2 separate regions of the Danio rerio genome follow, and region 2 is linked to region 1. The links are chromatin contacts, called in public HiChIP or PLAC-seq maps. All regions are on one chromosome and are shown on one strand. Each heading gives the region's core, a stretch centred on a gene start, on an enhancer-like site or on the middle of the called end of the contact. The rest is flanking DNA. Distances are from core to core; before and after follow the strand shown.

Evidence for each region. HiChIP or PLAC-seq counts read pairs in DNA pulled down with a chosen protein or histone mark.
Region 2: a contact with region 1 is called in an H3K4me3 HiChIP or PLAC-seq map of embryo, with 3 times the contacts expected there. The contact joins the promoter of arhgap12b here to the promoter of myoz1b in region 1. A contact is called at or near these places in 1 of 18 Hi-C or Micro-C datasets (caudal fin) and 1 of 4 datasets of contacts at active chromatin or transcription factors (embryo).

Annotation. Positions count from the first base shown.
Region 1 is chr12:28,207,377-28,209,979 of GRCz12tu, forward strand. myoz1b (myozenin 1b) reads right to left here and starts at 1,287. Exons shown (of 6, transcript NM_001002447.1): 1 at 1,242-1,287. synpo2lb (synaptopodin 2-like b) reads right to left here. Exons shown (of 4, transcript XM_001341244.8): 4 at 1,871-2,603.
Region 2 is chr12:28,420,807-28,423,409 of GRCz12tu, forward strand. arhgap12b (Rho GTPase activating protein 12b) reads left to right here and starts at 1,325. Exons shown (of 17, transcript NM_200874.1): 1 at 1,325-1,516. It overlaps hexd (hexosaminidase d), which reads right to left and starts at 1. Exons shown (of 12, transcript NM_001077167.2): 1 at 1.

The sequences.
Region 1 (2,603 bases), core at 37-2,536:
AAAAGCAGAAAAATGTATATAAAATATCTGATCTCTTTATAATAAAACAAACAGAAGAGTTAAAGAGAATCTTAAACGTGATAAATAAAACGTTACAAAGTGTGTGCAATGGTAAAGGTAGATCAACATCTGTAAGGTGTCAGTAATAGAGATGCAGTAAACCTTAAACTCTGTAAACAACACTAATTATGATAATAATAATAATATGATAATTAACTCTGAGCTTACAAGTAAAGTAACCAGTCATCATTATTCAAATACATGTAGAACGTTACAAACTGTGAAGTTGAATGACTACATTACCCACTGTGCTAAAAATCTTTCAGATAAGGAGCTAGTGGCTGGGATGTACAAGAAAAGAAACCAAAAAGCCACCTTAAGCTTATTGGCATTGCTTCCAAGGCGCGTGCTCAGAAGCCACATTTTAATAAAACTATATAGCTTCATATCGAAACCACATACCAAACGTTTTTTATCATCGATATTGACAACGGTGTTTGTTCAATAAATACCTATTTTATTACCCAACCCTAGGTTGTTTGCACTTTTTTTTTCCATTCCACTGTAGCAAATTATTTATTATTACTGAAATTATTGTAATGTTAAAAGTGAAGAGCTGTAAAAAAAAAAAAAAAGTTGTGTAAATAAATAAATAAATATGTGTGTGTATATATATATATATATATATATATATATATATATATATATATATATATATATATATATATATATATTTATTTATTTACACAACTTTTTTATATGTATAGTTTTTGGTAATGGAACAAATTCGCAAATGACCCAAACAGTTAAAAACAAAACAATTAAACAATTAAAAAGATACACAAATCAGTCACACCCCCCCTAAAATATTGTATGTTCATTTATCCATCTATGAATCCAGTCTCCTAATCAGTAAGTATAGTATATCAGCTACACTGGTTGTTTATTATTAACAGGAAATTGATAATATTGATAATAGTTTTGCTTATGAATATTTATTTATTTATTTATTTAGTGATCATGGTTGTAACTCTGAGAAACAATGGCAGACCTCCACAAAAAATACTGGCCCTGAAGAGGAGTCGAGTGTTTACAGCTGCACTTCAGCAGTCTCGACAGTAATTATGAGTTGTAGTCTTTCATATACAGTCTGTTCACCGTCAAATTTGTCTTTCAAATAAAAGCATGTCAAGAAAACCTGCTGGGTACAAATTAAGTGCAATAATGAAGCTTGTTTTTACCTGGCCTCAAACAGGAGAGATGAGCGCCTGTAGTACCAACCATCACGAGCAGGGGCGTCTGACAGAAACAGAATGTGGCTCGTCATGACGGATACACACAGTTTGGCTAAAGTTAGCGCCTGATATTTTGTGAAATATGATCATGCGGTATGGTAGAGCAGAGGGGTCCGAAGGCAGTTTTACTGAGCGAGGGTAAGATTACAGATCTGCTAAGCCGTGCACAGTTGTTTACAGAACTACAACAAAAGTGTGCATTTATCTATGTTTTGAACACGACCATTACTTGACAAATATTCTTAACGTTTGGATTTTTTTTCTATTTATTACATTATAAACCTAAGAATATTACTTACTATGAGCTGAGCTGGGTATCCGAGGTAAAACTTTAAAAGAGCTGTCTGTCATTGTGTAAACACAAAATACTTGTTCAATTTCGCACAACAGCGCCACTCAGGGGTCTGTTATGATTACTGAATATTGTACCCTCAACATTTCAGATAAATTTGTGGGATTATAAATTATATTATTTACTATGTGCTTCAATGTGGGCATAGCACTTACACGCAATTATTTACAGTACATCCTTGTAAGACGATATCGCCTCAACAACTAAATGAACATACAGACAATCACAATTGGCATTTTTCATTTATTTTCGTTGCCCTTTATTAACTCAGTACAAATTCATTCTCATATTACCCTTTCCACAAGCTTAGAGTTATGAAATCCATTAAACTTTCCATTCTCTTACTATTTGCATTGTACATAATTCCACTATAAAGCACTGTAATTCATTTTATATCATTACAATTTTCTCATATTTAACACAAGTATAACACATTTACTAAAGAATCAAAGCTTTTAAAATGCTATGTAAAAGCATGAAATACATTCTGGCGAGCCTTTTAATACACACTCGTGAAAATGTTGAACATTATTTAATGACCAAAAGGCACTTTCCTCTCTATCCTTGCTTTAAAGTTACATATCTTGCTTCATACCTTTCATTCACATCCTTCCCATGTTTTATCACCTGAATAACAACACTGTACATTACAGTTTTACTTCCAATCAACCTTCTTAACCTTAGTAGAGAAATGGTACCCACCATTCCAGATTGTTTTCATTTCCACCAAGGCCATTGGGTTATTTTCTGATAAAAGCAAAGCAAGCAATGTTCAACTAGGCCTATACAAGTTCACAAATGCTGTTGAACAGCTCACACAAGTGATTGAAATGGATGTCATGCCTTTTTGGCAAAAGCATCATTCACAATGAGAGCAAGCACCAAGGAAAGTGGTCAGATGTCACATTCGCATAATATGTCATAAAGATAAACCAGCGCTTTCAGAATTTGTCATC
Region 2 (2,603 bases), core at 75-2,574, 210 kb after region 1:
CGTCTTCTGAAAAGCAGAATGGTCTTTGTAGTTTTTTTGTGCATTTTTTAACGGTAAGGGGTTCGGATTAGGACTACAAGCGCATTTACCTCCGCTTAGAAACGGAAGTTGTGAACTGTTGTCTATTATTTTAAAATAAAAGTAATTAAAATGATTTCAAATAAAAATATATGTATTTAAAAAATCGTATTTTCCTTGATTTAATACCTCTGATCAAAATTAGGTTCAAATGTAGTATTTTAATTCAGTTTAAGTAAACTATGTGAAGTCAGACTTGCCAACAACAAGCATAACTGAATAGCGATTAAAATATTATTGTAGGGGTTTATTCCTAATGGTCAAGGTGAATATTCAGGTAACTGGCAAATGTATGTTTTTAATTTATTCAAACACACTGTGCAAAAATAATTATTTAAGAAATGCTTGAATCTTTAGCAAGAGCATTTTACAGCTGACAAATGTCTCACCCTGGTGGACATTTTGTCAATGTACACTTAAGTTGTAAATTCAAATGATTCATGAAGCAAATTTAACTTCACATACATGCAAAAACTATTTTAGAATTGTTCATAAGTGTGCTGGATATAATTACTTTTTAACCCTTTAACTGCCCTACATTGAAACAAATATTTTGGATTGCATTTCTTATCTCCTAATGTCGCTAGTTTACACACTCAATGCATTTTTATGGGTGTTTCCCAGTGATGGGTTGCGGCTGGAAGGGCATCCGATGCATAAAACATATGCTGGATAAGTTGGTGGTTCATTCCACTATAGTGACCCCTGATTAATAAAGGGACTAAGCTGAAAAGCAAATGAATGAATTACAGTCATATTTATAATCAAGTTATGTTTCAAATTTTAAAAAAGTGATATCACAAAAGCTCTTCAGAGATTTCGTTTAGGCATTGTACCAAAAACAGCCACTGGGTGACACTCAAATCCAAATTTTAAATCATTCTCTTACCACATACCTATCAATTTCTGTCAGTTTTGGAAAATAAAAAAAATTGATGGCAAGATAAAACTGCAAATAAAAAGATTTTGCAACAAATTGAGAGGAGCTTGCTGAAAGTTTTTAATGTACTGTTGCAATACACGTTGCTTAATGCAATAGAAAACATAAAATAAAGGTTTAGTGTATAATAAAGTCCAGTGACCCAAAGTTATGCATGCAGAACCACGCAAACGCCTCTGCCTGCTTTCCACTGAGCAGAGGGGGGATCAAGAGCCTTGCAACCCCACGAGGGGGCCTGATGCGGTAACACAGGAGCATCAGCAGTCTGACAGAGCTTCACACAGGACAGGCGGGAGCGCGCAGTGACGCGAACGCGCACTCGCTCACCCACGGAGACCGACTGCGATTGGAAGCGCGAGGCGGTCAGATCGTGTGTTTTGTGTTGCTGCCGAGCACTATCTTTTTTACACGAGTGCCGAGGACTGCAAAGGGAAAAGTTTATTTCAGAGACTCTCCAACTAACGGGCATGGCCGCTCCCAGATCCCCCTGAACGCCAGGTCAGTATGGGCAGTTTCTGCGTTCATTCTTATGCTTCAAAGGCGCATTGTTGTAAATATAAAGAGTTGCATTGTTGCGAGCACTGGGGACTGATTGTTGCACAGCGGTTTGCTACCTTGCGGCCAGCCACTAAAGCCGCTTTGGGGATTCGTGGTTTGGGGGAACCTGCTATCATGCTGCGGCAAAATACTCCCATCAGGCTTTTAAATTACAGCCATGTGTTTTAACACGCAGTTGATAGCCAGTCACACTTTCGTCTTGTTATGAGATGATTCATATTATGTACATTTGTATCTGTGTATATTATTATTTCAGCTTTTGTTTTGATTAGATTTCTGTCATCAGTCAAGGGGGTTCAAACGGTTCATCAAAGTTGTTGTTATTATGGATAACGTTGGAAAACTAGTGTTGGCTTTCCCTTTGGAATCATTTTGTTTAAATTATTGTGATGTCAAATCACTTGTAATTGATCACAGTATACATTTCTTGGGTAGAACTGTTAGTTCGTACTTTTGGTGTTTTGTTTAAAAGTTTATGGACCGAACCGACCCCTTCCCCCTTTCCCCCGCGGCCTCGCTGTCGCCTTCGCCCGGGGAGGGACCGCACTGTCGACCGCGATGAGTGACCAGTGCAGCCGACCCAAACAAAGGCGGGTTACCAGGGGAAACGGGTCCTCTAGTTGTGGTCTGCTTTGGGCTGTGGCGATGGCTCACAGTGCTCATCTGCATCTGTATTGAATGAATGAACCGCTGGAAGGAAAGCAAATGCCGTTTGACGTGTGAGAGAATTTTCTGATGCTGAAAATCAAGTAATGTCGATAATGCGTTTCCCGCCTGCAAGGTCACTTTGTGTTCACGGCTGCTAAGTGGCTGAGTGGATTAGACAAACAAACCCGATTTATTCTGCCTGGTTGTTTGTCGGCATGATAAATAGTTTAATCAAAAAGAGAGCTACTCTGAAGTCAGCGAGATGAATGACAAAGAGCCATTTCAGAGCATCAAGCCATTACAAGGGACACTCAAGACACTAGATGTAGCATTTTATTCTAATTTGTTGTGAGACTTGCCAGATTTCGTATTATAAACA